Regions from separate parts of the Mus musculus genome. Here region 2 is linked to region 1. Evidence: chromatin contacts called from public Hi-C data. All regions are on one chromosome and are shown on one strand. The core of a region is the stretch at or near the end of the contact, and the rest is flanking DNA. Distances in the headings are between cores, read along the strand shown.

Region 1 (7,583 bases), core at 2,595-5,094:
AAATGTAAAACATGAATCCTGCTGGATTCTTACACATTAAATGTGCTAAATGAGTTCCCTATATGAAAAATAAAGTACATCTGTTGATAGCCACCACCTTCACCCTGCTGTCAGAGCAGCACATTTCCTCCACTGGGCATGTAGTTGTCCTTATTCTGGACACTGCTTACAGGAATGACGGCTTTCAGCTGTGTTCACTGCAATATACTCTCATCTTATATGAACCTGACATAAGGGCTTTGGAGCAACACGATGCCACAGAGAGAGCCTGCGCATGCTTGTCCCTGGGCATTCCTCTCTGACTGATGCTCGAGGTACACGGTTAAAGCACACTTCAATCAGGTTGCCTCCAGGGTAAACCTGCCCTTCTTCTCAATCCTTATCTTTTCTCAATTTACCTTCTTTTTCTCATCTCCCTTGTGTTTGCTTTCTTCAAAGGGCTTCAGGAAGAGTCTCTCCAGAAAAAAGAAAACTCTGTACTGACTTGTAAGCATGTGATAAAACTTCTTGCTGCCCGTATGGTAGTTGAATGAAGGACCATGTGGAAAGGTGGATTCATCTCTAGGACTTTGAAATTTTCCAGCAACAGATGAAAAGGCTTCTGCATTCCATTTGAGTCCTCCCTGTGAGAGCTTGTGGGGTCCTTACAACTCTGTGGCACTCAGGTTTCCTCATAAAAATGAGCACTGAGTGACAGAGCTACCAGAGAACTGTGTGCACCTCCCAGAGTGCCGAGGCCACGATTTACTGGAAAGCAGGTCTTCTGGCAGAGAATCAAGGATGTCCCTTCATGGCTGACAGACAGATAATGGAGTCTTTGATGAGATACTTTGTTGCTTAGTAAGCTGAAAACATACTAGAATGGAATGTGGAGTTGGGAAAATTGATGCTGAATGAATCACTAAAGGCACTTTTAGATTCATTAGCCAGGCTACACTTTTTGGAATAAAGTGCCAGAATAATACATTATTACTTACTATGATGCTTGAAGGGAAAATTTAACTCAAAAATATCTAAAGCTTTCCATGTACCTTGGAACTTAGAATTCCTATAACCAAGAGAGAGGGCCTTTCATATGCTAAACTACTGAGAAATTAACCTACCCACTTTACTAAATGGATTAAATACACACACACACACACACACACACACACACAAACCATACAACACAAAACCACATTATGTGTTAGGTCACATCAAGCAAATATATAATGTAAGGAGCCCTTCTTGTTTGATGCCTGACCTTGAACTAAATGCAGTAGTTTGCCTTCAATAAGGCCAAAAGGTGCTTACAAAACAGCACTCCCCATTCCATCTATTTTGCTAACATCACTGGAAGACATAAAAAAGAAAGAAGTAAACATTTATTTTTCAGCAAATACTTACTAAAAGGATATACAATGCTATTAGACAACATAAGGCCTTTCACATAAAAATGTGCTCCATACAAGAGACCACCAAAAACAATGTAAGCAGACTAGTAAAATATTGTACATTGTGGTAAGTACCTCATATGAAGAAAAGACAGCAAGAAGATAGAATGGTTCTAAAACAAACCACAATATTATAGACACACTATTCAGGGCATTTAAGACATTTGAACTGTTTGTATACCCACAATCACATGTCACTGTATACATCTTTGTTTCGCATAAAGCTCTCATTCATATTTCTGCATCATTATATATGCCTCATAGAAATACATTTATTAATGCCTCTTAACTAACAAACAGTAAATTTGCATAACTCACTGACAGCAACAGAGGTCATTTAAAGGCATAGCTGAAATGTTTTAAGTTAGAAAGAAATGCAGCAGACCTGCAAGTCAAATCAGGCAGTTAAACCTGAGTCACAGTTACTACTATCTATTTACATCACCAGAAGGGTGGCATACTATTGTACTGCAGTTATTTTGTATTCAGTACCCAAACTTTTATAGAAAATTAAAGACAAAGAATATGGAGGTATGACGGAAACAATAAATACAAGAGGAAAAGGGAGGGGGTGTTGTTGAACCTTCTTTGAAATAAAATGACAGGAGAGAAAAATAACTTTCCATTATTTTCCGTAGAAGTCAGGAAGACAGCTCACAGGTAAAAGCAATCGTTACATATGCCTGAGTTCCATTTCATGAAAAGCCACATGTTGTGGCTCACATATGTAATCCTAACCCCCATACTGGAGATGAATGGTTGAGGCAGAGATGTCTAGAGACCCACAGGCCAGGAATTCACAGCACAGACAGACTCTGTACTATTGAGGTACAAAATGAAAGCCAACTTTCAAAAGTTTTCTTCTCATTATGTACCCTCACAACCAAAAAAAAAAAAATTACAAAGATAAATTTTCCTCAGAGCTAGGCATGAAGGCACACACACACCTGCAGTAAGGAGGCTGAAGCAGGAGGATTGTAAGTTACAGATCTAACATAGGAAGACTGTTTAAAAACCACAGTAGTTACCACACACCCCAAAAGTGATCATAGCGAGGCCAGAGAAGGGCAGGAGAGTCTAAGTGCTGTGACGGGGACTCCCCTGAGGGATGGAAAGGACCAGGAGGTGGAGCCAAGGAAGCTGAGGAAGGTGATCAAAGCTGTTTGGTTTGTAATTTCTCCACCTCAACCGAAGGCTGTAGGGGAAGCAGGAGTCTTCTACAGAGCCCTGGTACAATTCTAAACAAATGTCAAACTCATGTCATGCATCATAACATAGTCCCCTTGCTACAAGTTCTCCAGGTGACAGAGTCACAGACACAAGCTCAGGTAGGAGAGGAGTGACAGAGGGGAATCAGTGCAACAGCTCTTGGCAAGCAAGCCTGGCTCTCTAGGCCTCTGCTCCCCTTGCCACACCATAGCATCCCTATCCACAATAACATGTGAATTACCTGCCTCAAGAGCAGTTTGACACATCAATCCCTACACCTTAAGAAAAAGTCTAAGTTAACGAGATGATGTAAATCAGACTGCCCTGGACCCAAACACAGGTATTATCACTCACTTCTGATCAACAAACATGGAGGGAGGGAGGAAGGAAGGGGCACGTGGGGAAGGTGATAAGAGTTCTATCTTTTTTTTTTGTCTTTTGCCAGTGGGCTCTTCTATGCTTTAGACATAGCAGGTGCACAATAAATACTTCCATATCATATTCTTTTCATCTCAATATTTCCTGTGTATTTACCAAGATCGAATTCTCTTTTACATTTTTTTCCTGAAAGAAATATGCATGTGGCAGATGTTTAACAGCTATATATCAACAGTGAATGAAATGATGTAAGTACATAATTTGGTTATAAAGTTTATAAAGTGCTTTAAGCTGACAGAAATCATGCATATGTAGACTGTAAATGGACATAAAACATAAAATATCTCTGTAACAAAACTATCCTTTTTTTTTCCCCTTCTTGATTCATCACTCTCAGAGGAGGGGCTCCCTTGGTATTTCCTCCTCTATAAGGTAGTTGGCACCGTACCATGCAACAAGAAGACGAAGGGTGTCTCTGTTTAGAGGACACAAATGCCCAGGCAGGTCAAAATGGAGACTTGACTTCCTGTCCTAGGAAATACAGTTCACCCAAATGTGTTCATAAGTGGGCTGCCATCCATGACAACTGTACCCAGAGACCAATGCTCAACAGCGGCACACAACGGCTAGCAACTAGGAGATTTTGATTTAGTTCATAGTTTTGTAAAAGGTAGAATGAAATTTCCAGAGTGATCGGGATGCTGCTTTCTGGGGGAAGTCTCCCTCTTGCCTTCCCCTGGAGCTTGGGTATAGGACGTGTCATGGTGCTTCTGAGTGGGCTCCTGCTAGTGGTGCAGAAGCTGGTGACAGAAACAGGTAGGGACAATGGCACAGCTGCTAATGGGGACATTTAAATCAGCTCCTATTCTTCCCCTGCCATCATGCAAAGCCCCTTTACTGCTCTAAAACAAATACAGCTTAATTCTATTTCCTGCCTGCCTTTGTATAATTTTGACATGTCCTCAGTCAAACACGACCCAGTCCTTCAATCAGGCCCTATTTTTCTAGAGATGAGGAAACAAGAGGAAGCGAAAGCAATTATTGAAAACTCATAAGCAGCAGCTTTAGCCTAATTACCTTGACTTTCCTTTTTAATTTTTCTATCGATTGTCTCCTGCTAATATGTGAGTATTGACTGAGCTGGTGGAGCCTGGAGCAGCCACGATAAGAGCAGATGCCACGGGGAAGCAGGATGTAATTAGGAGGCCCTGCACTCCGCTTTGGAATCACACATGCACAGGCAAGGCTCTGGTTGGTCCCTCTTAAGCAGGGAAGCAGCTTCCTTCAGCATGGCTGCTGTCTGCTGTGTCTTTGCCACCAGAGGGCAGCTGGGAAAAGGAAAAACTACTCCATGTTCTTTGTCCCTCTTTTGAGTTTAAAATAATGTGTTTCTCATATTTCTCCACACATTATCTACCAAAACTCCCTGGTCTATATAACTCCAAGAAGATGAGGTGGCACTGTTTTGAGTGGCAAAAAGTATCCCCCCCCCTTTTTTTTTTCAAATGCTACTGGATCAAGCCTCATCTTAAACAACCAAGTAACCCTGGGTGGTTTATCTGAATATTCATGTACCATTGACAACCGCTCACAACTCTGGGCTTTTTTTTTGCTTGGAGAAAAACAAAAGTTTCTTAACAAAAGTTTCTTGCTTTAGTGTATACAATTTGTTTTTAAATTATATCTGTAAGGTAGTGTAAACATGTTTTAAAATATATCTAAGTTTTCTCTAGCAGTAATAATACTTTGTCATCTTAAATTGCTATCACAGTATGTGTGGCTCACTATGAGAAAACACAGTTTAATAAAGCTGTATGCTAGGTTTTATAGGGATCAAGATGACCCCAGTGAACCAAGGTGTCATGTTTGGTCCTGTTTTATTTTATCTTCTTTAGAAACCCTGGGAAGCAACCAAGTAGTAACAATTAGCAATGCTTAATGGACTTTGAATACAGCTGCGAAAACTGTTAATTAAGCAAAATGTAAGCATGGGTGAAACTCTATAGGAATGGAAAGAAAAATATGAATGAAAAAACGCTAGGCAGAAACATGAAGAAAAGTGGAAGGCTAAAGACAGACACAGCATAGACAGAGCTGGGAAATGAGAGTCTTGAAATGTTAACACAGCCACAGGAATGACACAGGAATGACCAAGGTGCATCCATTATGAAGTGACAGTTATACACACAGTATGGACATTTAGTAAATAATAAACTCATTTATATTAAAATAACCTCACGATACCTGAGGGAATCAATGTAGTCCCCAAGTCACAGGCATAAGGATATCACCCATCAGATCAGCAATCACAATTCACTAGACGGTACTGAGAAACAAACTCAGCCTACAGTGTGAATAACTGATTAGAACTGCATCAAATAATGCCATAGGTGTTCATGATACAGATTTCAAATTGGATTTATTGAAATGATGTTTGAAGTAGCTGGCATAATACTTAAGGTTCAAAAGCTGGAGAACATCCTAGGACTTTACATGACTAGATCTGGAAGTATAATATTGTGCTCTGCACAAGACTTGATTAGCATATTAGTGTTCCTTCTAAGTAGTCCAGGAAACTATTCTAGGATGGCACAATGTCCCAGATGGCGGATGCAAAGGCAGGTATAATTTGGGCTTTCTTTTTTTTTTAAGGATTTATTTATTTATTATATGTAAGTACACTGTTGCTGTCTTCAGACACTCCAGAGAGGGCGTCAGATCTCATTACAGATGGTTGTGAGCCACCATGTGGTTGCTGGGATTTGAACTCAGGACCTTAGGAAGAGCAGTCAGTGCTCTTAACCGCTGAGCCATCTCTCCAGTCCATTGGGCTTTCTTTTTACAAAGGTCTAATGTAGAAAAACAAGTCACTATGATAGGATGTGATATGAACCACAATTATATAAGAACAAAATGTAGAGACAGCTAAAGAAAGAAAGTCATGTTGGATGTGTCTTAATGAATAATTGAAAAGGCTGCCAGGAGAGAAGGAAAGTTGTAGCAGTGAGTACAGAGCCTGGGAAGTTTAGGTTCACTGAGTCCTCACAAAGGGAAAGAGAGAGACGAGCCAGTGCTGATAAGAGTAGACCTGTCATGGTTCCCAGTTGGGTAGGACTATTGATTGCTTTCTTGCCTTGGCAGCTTACATAGCACCTTCTGGTACTATGAGAGTCAGTCCTTAGGAGGCAGGACTGTAGGTCAGTTCCAGCTCTATCTTTACCTGCCTATATCCCTAGTCTGTGGTATCTACAGCAATAAGGACTTACTTAAGTCTTTAAGTCTTTAAGTCTTGGGAGACAACCAAGGGTGATGGCAATAGTCTGTATTAATGGGGTTTCACTTGAACTTTGTCGACCAACAACTGGCACTCACATTTTTCTTAGAGAGTCTATGGCTCTTGAGGGAGCATTATCACTCTGTATGGTATGACTTCATTAAAAAATGCATGTTGTGTTTACTAACTTTTAAGTAAACTTATAAATGTTTCCCTATGTGTTTTTCAAACACACCTTAAATATTATCTATTCTTCCTTTCTCACTCTCTATTGCTCCCCTCTCCTACTCCAGTTAGGAGTAGCACTCTCATCATTGTTCCCATTTCTTCCCTTATAGCAAGGGGAAGATTGCCCCAATGGTTTAATAGTGGTACAGCTATCTTGAAAGTAACCAACAGCTGTCTGATTGGACTTAAAGCCTAATCAAGAGGAGTAAATTCTAAATCCTGGTAATATAAACTTAACCAACCACCCATGGTTGGAGAGGTCAAAAAACCCTAGAGAAGAATCTACTATAGCCACTGTCCTAAATCAATAAAATGTACAATTGTATTCTAAATACTTAAAACAACAGGTGAGTGTTGTTTTCACCAAAGAAGCTTCTTTTTGCAGCATGTGCAAGCACTTGGTCAAAATGCAGAAAATAAGTGGCTGTGAAGATAGGGTGTCCAGGTCTAACTGATATATTTGCATTGCAACCCCCACACCTATGACTCAGGGAACATTACAGAATACAGGGCAGACAGATTGTAAGGACCAGAGGCCCATGACACCTGCTCCTACATAGTGTCATCTAGATATGATGGAGGAGCTATACCCACGAAATCTCAACAATATGGTTACCTAAATAAGACTTGAATAAGGCCACCTCTAGGTGACAACAAGCCAACGACGATTTCGCAGGGTCAAGCCCCTAAATGTAGAGTTACAGGCAACAGCTGGCTGCTAAGGCAGTGAAAATCAGTCTTCCTCAGGGATAAGACCCCACAGGTTATCTAATCCCAAGTGCTCAGCCCTAAACACATGCACAGCCAAGCAAGCCTGAACTTGAGAGGGAGTTAAAGGTCATGCAAGGATTTGAAGGGGTCAGAGGGAAGGGTGGAAATGGTGTAAATACAGCACGCATCTATGAAATTCTCAAAAATAGAAAAGTAGAACGGGATAGACTTGTGTTCTGAAAGACAAGGGGCTGATGGGTATGTGTGTGGGGAAATACCAGAATAATTTAGGGTAAAGAAATGAAATACAAAGTAGAAAGCTATCTTCCAAAAATAAAAATATAACAAAC
Region 2 (7,583 bases), core at 1,415-3,914, 550 kb before region 1:
GATGGATAGGAAGGAAAGACATGATTACTAAATCACACATTGTCTACCACCTCTGACATGAAGACCCATCATGGAGACAGGGAGTTGAAGGATAACATGCATTTTCCTCGGACTGACCTGGCATCCCACTGCAGTGCAAGCAGAGGCTTCCATCTACTTCCCTATTACACAGGCGAGTGTAGCTCACTAGCACGTCTAGATTGCATCTGGAACCCCAGCTCTAACACAGCATGGAAAGGAGGTTTGGGGGGCCTCTCTGCCCTTGTAAGAAGCCTGAGAAGGGACTAAAACAAATTCTCCATGCCAACAGCCTGGGTGGCACATGGCAGTGGGAGTGCGCACAGAGCTTGTGTGTGCTGTCATCACTTTGTATATGAATGCGCCATCCTAGCTCCATGTAATTGGAGCATCAGGAAGTTCAGCAAGATGGAGGTGAGCGCTGAGGGATTTTAGATGGGGCATTTATTTGTATTCTGGTTGGTTAAAGTTGATGGATTTTGAGATCACACTTGACTGAAAATGGGTGTTCCAGAAAGACACTCTGTGCTATGAAAAGAGGCAGTTTCCCTTGGTGCCAGCATGGCTGTGGGGCAAGACTACACGGAGGCACTTTTTAGGTGTGTGAACCCTGGTCTTTTACTCAATAATTGTTCATTAAGAACATCTCTTTAACACCCTTCACATACACACACTCCCTCCTCTCTGTCCTTGGCCTCTTTATCGCCAGCACTCTCTAAGTGGTACAGGCCAAAATTACAGCCATCCATAGCTGATCTCATTTAGATGCCAGGAGAAACCCAACAGTAAGTGAGCAGACACCGATTTGGAACTGGAGAGCATGAGACATTGATCCAGGTAACAGGAAACTCCCACTCCCCTGTGGTGTGCCAGGCTGATTCTAGTTAGTCGTGACTTAGAACAATAGTTCTCAACAAAGGCCAGGTTCACATCCCAAGACACATTTGGCAATGTCTGGAGACATTTTTGATTGTTCAGATAGGAAAGTCTGTTATTGACGGCTGGTGACAGGAAGAGATATCCAGTCCTTAGTGCCTAGAGTGCCACAGTTGATGGGCTCCACCTTAGAGGGCAACAGTCATACACCGGGACTAAAGCGCACGCATGTGTGTGTGTGTGTGTGTGTGTGTGTGTGTGTGTGTGTGTGTGTGTGTGTTGTGAGGGTGTAGAGGAATTTCTAACTTGTATTCAGCTGATAGGAATGGTCAGTGGTGTCGCCTTTGTGGAAAAGAGTAAGTAGACTCCTTAAAGAATCACAGAGAATTAGCAGAGTTACCAGCTGATCCAGCAATCTGGCTTCTACCCAAAGGAACAGCAAGCCAGGGCTCCAACAGATATTGATAGATTCTGCTTATAGCAGCACTATTCACCTTGAGCCAGAAGGAGGGAGTACCTTACATAGATATTAATACATATCATGCGTGTGTGTGTGTGTGTGTGTGTGTGTGTGTGCATGTATGAAATGTGTGTGCTTATGTGTATGATGCACACATATGTGTATGTAAATGATATGTGCATGCATGTGTGTGTGTGTATATCTGTGTGTGAGAGAGGCAGGCATGCCCATGTCATGGCACATGTGTGGAAGTACAGGAATAGCTCTGCTTGCTGAGACAAGGTCTCTTACTTCTGCTGTGTGGCATATCCCAGGCTGGCTGGCGATGGTCCTGTCTCCACTGCCTGTCTCACTGCAGGACTACTGAGGTCATAAATGTGTGCCACTGTGTCTGGGTTTGCTATACAGGTGCCATGGATTAAATTCAGGTCCTCAGGCTTGTGTAACAAGCACGTTTACCCACTGAACCATCTTGTCTGTGTTCTGACCATGGTATTTACCTTAAACAGAACGTCTCCGAGCCCTCACCTCTATTGAATTTCCTATTTCTTCCATCTTAATGACTCCTATTATTTAATCATGTTGATCATGTTGAATATAAAGGCCAGCCTTCTTGAAAACCTGCTTTGTTTGAAAGTGTTTTTTTTTATTCCAAAGCATTCCACCAGGTGGCAGTGGCGCACTGAGTGCGACATGCTAGAAGCCAAAAGACCATTTCTTCCTGTAGTGACCTTAATATCACCATCACCATTTTATGGATGCGAGGAATGACTCCCAGAGATTAAATTACCACCCACCTCACTTCCGTGCCACAGCATTCGGAACGAGCAGAGCTAGAGTTATGAACCTAGGTTTGGCTGTTTAAGAGGCCACATTGTTTGTTGGGCTTTACTGTTGGCAGAGAGCCTAAAGAGACCCATTACTAGACGCCTCCTTTTCTTCCAGTCGACTGTGCCACACTGCTTACCCTACGTGTAAGGCTCTGACTTTTTCTGTCCGTCTAACTCACCCGGTTGCTGGACTGCAAACTTCTACACTCGATTCACTTCCGTGCTCTAGGATCAGTGGGTCTTAGTGAAGGGGCTGGATGTGTTTTGATGGCTTGGCCACATGAACACCCCCAATGCCTAGGTGTCAGATGAATGTTAGTCACTGCCAGGAAGTTCAGTGAGGAGAAACTGTGTTGTGAAGGGAAGCTGCCAGGGAGACTTCAAGTCTCACAGAGCCTCCAGCGACCCTTGGACACCCACAACTTTCTCAGGCACTTAGGCACATTTACCTGAGAAAGTAAAAGGTCCTTGGGAGAGGAGTGGACTTCAAAGGGGAGAGAGATGGAAGGTGTGTGGGGCCAAGGAGGTGTTAGAGGAAGACAATGAGGTGAGGGAGCAGGAGGAGAGAACAGGGGGATGCTTTGCAAAACAAAGGACAGCTCAAAGGAGGGGTTTGCATCTGTTACAGAAAAGGTACACAATATGGAGAACCATGGAGGAGACAGGAAGAAAGAGGAGGCAGGGCTAGGAAAATGTCAGATTCCAACTGGACCCAGAGCAGGAGGAACTTAACTGAGTCCATGTCCTGCTTTCGGGCCAGAGCCTCCTGGATTCTGAGTTCTGAATGTTGCTCTTGCAACCAATTCCCTGCTAGAGATGGCTCCAAATGAGCAGCACTCCTTGCTTGATTCCCCATCCTCAGAGCTGGGTCTCCAGGCTGATGAGAGGTGTCAAGATGGGGGGATAGGATGTTTCGTTGCACATCTGGATATTAACAAATGGAGCCAAAAGCCACAGTCTAAGTAGAACACAGACATCCAGGGAATGAAGAGGGGGACTCACAGGCCCCCAAAGTGAAAGGAAGGGGGAACAGAAGAAGGACGGACTGTACAGTAGAGGGAGCAGAATCCAAGCTAAGGGACACGGGAGCAGGGGAGTGCTGAGTAAGGAGGGCCCGGCTCAGCAGGGGCTGGAATCTCCTTTTCAGTATGGCTTACTGTTTCAGGGATCCAGCTAGGTGCAAAGGGCAAGGGAGCTAGGCTGTGTGGTGGAAAGCGAGCTGCAGGAGATCAGCTCTGATAGTAGTAGCCTCCAGTTCTGGAAGGAGTGCCCAGAGTGCAGGCACCCCAGTGACCCCAACTCCCAACTCCTGGTGTATGGATTAATCACCTTTCTCATTCTCGTGATCAAAGAGAGCAGCTTATGGAAGGGCAGGCTAATTCAGGCTCATAGTTTGAGGGTCGAGTCCCTCCTGGAGGAAGAGTCATTGGGCTGAGGGGCCGGAGGCAGCCAGTCACACTGCATCCAGAGTCAGGAAGCAGGAAGAGAGGCTTGCCTGATCTCAGTTTGCTTTTGCTTTTTATAACGTTCCCGGGCCCCACCCAGGCAATGGTGCTGCCGCATTCAGGTTGAACTTTCTCCGTTATTTTCACCGAGCTAAATCCTTTACAGACATGCGCAGAGGTTTGTCTCCTAGGTGACCCTAGATCCTTTCGACTTAACGGTCAATACAAACTGTCACCATGTGCCTTCCTTATCAGTGGTCCAGGCTGATGACCCTCATCAGTCCCTGTGAGCTTGGGAAGGGACATAAAAGAGTTCCTGATTGTTCTAGAGGTCCCGCTTGGCACTTACCTGGACTTGATGTGTCCACACAGAGTAAGCCTGATTTTAAAAATAGAAATAAGAAACAGCCTATTCTAAGCCTGGGAACACCCTAGAAGAGGTGTTTTAATAAGGAGAGACAAGAGCTGACATGCTTAGTAAATATGCTGGTGAGAGGATCCAGTGGGCAGGCTGTGGGAGAGAGAAATCTTTCCTATGTATTCCTTTCTCTCTTTTGGATATTTTTGAGACAGGGTCTACCTATATAAACAAAGATGGCCTTGACCTTGTGGTTCTCCTGCTTCGCCATTCCGAGTGCTGAGATTACAAGTGTAGCTAGCACCCGGCTCTGGCTTAATGGCATTCTTAGTTTGGGGAATGATCTAGGCTAGAGGTCTTCTCAGCTTAGGGGGTCCACTCTGCAAGGTTTTCTCAACCATCTCAAAGGATTTAGGCCTGGTCAGGGGTTGGAAGTAAACAGCTCCCAAAGGACTGAAATAGCCTGAGATCATTTTGCAACTTGATGTGCAAACCGCCCATCTCACTACAGCCTCTGTCTTCAACTCAGCCAAAGTCAACCGTTTGCTGAGTCTTCACCCTTTCACGTAGACATGACTTCAGAGATGATCCGCCCCACGGATGCTGATGGAGACTATTTGTACCTCCTTGTGGAGAAACTGAGTCCCATGGCTGGAGGAAGAGGGTGTGATGGAGTCCAGCGGCTCTGGGCAGCCTCTCTGGGACACTGCTCGGGGATGTCTGGACAAGTATTTCAAAGGGCGACAGTGGTACAGGAAGACGACATGGCAGGCCCTTGGGTCAGGAAGCCAAAAAGCAGGCAGGGGCTGGGTGGGAGAAAACAAATTCACAGTGGCAACAGACCCTGCTCACTCTTGCAAGGTCCCTTCTACACTCTCAGCAATAAAGACTTACCTCGGTGACCCCCAGAACTGAGTATTTGGTCCCCAAGGGTCCTCAGCCTGCTAAAAGCCAAATAAGACCTTTATAAGGGGAAAACACCTCCCTAAGAGTGATCACTGAGAACCTGGACTTTAACTGCCGTAGGTCAGAACTAGAAAAGAGGAAGACAGTGTCCACACTTTGGTCTGCATATGTATCAAAAGATGGCCTAGTCGGTCATCACTGCAAAGAGAGGACCATTGGACTTGCAAACTTTATATGCCCCAGTACAGGGGAACACCAGGGCCAAAAAGTGGGAGTGGGTGGGTAGGGGATTGGGGGGGTGGGTATGGGGGACCTTTGGGATAGCATTGAAAATGTAAACGAGGAAAATACCTAATTTAAAAAAAAAAAAAGAAGAAGAAGAAAGGAGGAAGACAGACCCATTCAGGGGAGACTGTGATTGGTGTGGAGCTCTAGAGTCAGTGTCTGGCTGGGTACGCCCTTTGCTTGTCCCTAACAGTTGTTACCCTGATTCCTACGTGGAGGCTCATCGCAGAATCACGGAGGTTCTGGAGCGAAGCTTTCCAGTCCTGAGAAGATGGAGGCCCTACCCCCAGGCTACAGAACCGACTTTCAAGTTTGAGTGGGTCAAGTTAAACCTGAATAGTTCACCTTTCTTTTCTCACGAGGAAGTGTTTGTAGACAGATCCAAATAGTGAAAGATAAGGCCAACCTGGGTAGCTCATTGTTTATTCTGTGATTATTCACTTCTTGCTGTTTAGGGTGTTAAAATGTCCCTTATGGGGATGCTTGTGAGAGATAAATTAATACTTTTAATGTGCGCCTACTTGGAAAGTTTTTTTTTTTTTAGTTGACAACCCTATGTTAGCCCTCAAAATATGGTTCCTATATTGGGAACTTCCCTGGTGTCTGACTTCTCTAAATCTCAGAGCCAGTGGGCCGTATCACACAGTGTGCACAGCAGCATGAAGAAACAATGAGAAGTGGCCATCTGCCAACCAAGAAGGGGGCCAGAACTGGACCATGCAGGTACCCTGACCTCACACTTACCTGTGGATAAGCCTCCCTGTCTGCGGTGTTTTTTTAGGGCAGTCCTGATGGAAGGCTATAAACACCCGACTGAGAGATGGGGCCAACACAAGGTTAAGGCAGTCTTTCAAGCCTGTCAAGTCTGCCCCAAACTTCTAATATCAACTCCAAGTTAAGAATTTCTCCACGCACCAGCCCCACAGTTGATGGTCCCCCAGGATAACTTATACAATCAGAAAAGCAATGTGTTCTGTTCGACATCGTTATTTTTATAAGAGCAAGATATTGATCAGAGCCAACCAAAGGAAGAGATGGGGAAAACCTGAGGGTCCCAAACGGGAAGCTTCTGTGTCTTCAGGGACCCCTTGCCCTCTTGTCACCAAAGCGTGATATATCCGAGCAGAGCACTGACTGCCATCCAGGAAGCCTAGGCAAGCTTCAAAGCCTTTAGTTTGGGAGTGAACATCAGTGTGGCTGGAGCGTGAGACTCTGGCAAAAGTCTTGCTTCCAGCCAGGGATGCACCCAGGGCATCTGTTCTCCAATGAGCACTGAAGGATGAGGCAAGGCTTACATCATCCAGATTTCTCGAAACTAAACTCGGGGAGCCACTGAGTCAGAGCACAGCCTCTGGTCACTACTGCAGACCAGCAAGATGTCAGGTCACATGTCGTAAGAGTCAAAACAGCTCGGGTGGGAATGTCATCCCTGAGCATGCGGGCACAGGGGCTCTTCCTTAAGGTAAGCAGGCTTTGGCGTATAACTGCCACTTCCATGGATGCAAAGCGTGCTCCACCTTGCTCCACCTGAAAGGGTAGGTATTGCAGAAGCAGCATTCTTACAGCCCAAACTTCTCGGCTCAATATAGCAGCTGAAGTTATTTAAAACTCTTTAAACTCTTGGGAAACAGGGAAACTAAATGCAGTGTTGTTGTTACTTAAGTTTCCACAATCAATGCCTAATAAGCTTTAATGAATCCCTGGACGTGTCACTATGAAGGTGAGAATGGAGCACAGCCCTCCCTGGAACTATTCCTGGCAGAGTGTGAAAGCTGTCTGGCACCTATTGGCATGTACAAGCTAAGTGGGCCACAGGAAGCCGCGTGCCAATGTCCACCATCGGGCACTGGGCGTTAGGTGTCCAACATAAATCCAAAAGCCTCGGTCTGTCACGCTGACTTTACACAGCTGCTATGTGGGACACTTCTATTAGCTTCAATGGCAATATCAACTTGCCACTTTAATGCGGGAAAAGAGCAGAGCCATGTAGTAACTTCACTTCCCAGTGTAAATATTATACAGCTGGTGACAATAAACTGGAAAAAAAAATCAATAATATTTTTTATGAAGCAGATCGTATCAAGGTAACGACTGCTTAGACAGTCCTGGAAAGTACAGGGTCTCTGTTCTCTTCTTTGCCATGGCACCATGTTCTTCTCTTAATGGCTTCTCCAGTCTCCTCCGTGCACTTGAATCCAAGAGATCATTATCTGGCAGAATTAGTTTGTCTTCAACGCCCCACTATATAACAGAAATTCTCAGGGCAAACTGCTCTAAAGAAAGTAAAGGAAAACTGTTGTCTGCCTGAGGAGTCACCTCAGATTCTCAAGTTGTGGATATGGTGTCACCATGTGTCACCTTATAGGTTGGGGGTCACCATCACAAGATTCTTTTAATAATAATAA

The links. Hi-C and Micro-C count contacts between places; a contact is called where the count stands out from the background.
Region 2: a contact with region 1 is called in a Hi-C map of the N1E-115 cell line, with 3 times the contacts expected there. The contact joins two enhancer-like sites. A contact is called at or near these places in 2 of 484 Hi-C or Micro-C datasets (the N1E-115 cell line and nephron progenitors) and 1 of 9 other capture datasets (embryonic stem cells).

Annotation. Positions count from the first base shown.
Region 1 is chr6:33,678,687-33,686,269 of GRCm38.p6, reverse strand. All of the region lies in intron 10 of Exoc4 (exocyst complex component 4), which reads right to left. Among named protein-coding and RNA genes, the nearest start is that of Gm38785, 240 kb to the right of the region's middle. Within about 2 kb of position 3,844, at least 64 of the 459 cell types and tissues checked have an H3K27ac peak or open chromatin away from gene starts, as enhancers often do. A contact at or near this core is called in the N1E-115 cell line, where this site is marked.
Region 2 is chr6:34,225,677-34,233,259 of GRCm38.p6, reverse strand. Gm32533 (a long non-coding RNA gene) reads right to left here. Exons shown (of 7, transcript XR_377532.4): 7 at 6,184-7,583. Among named protein-coding and RNA genes, the nearest start is that of Gm32533, 32 kb to the right of the region's middle. Within about 2 kb of position 2,664, at least 14 of the 459 cell types and tissues checked have an H3K27ac peak or open chromatin away from gene starts, as enhancers often do. A contact at or near this core is called in the N1E-115 cell line, where this site is marked.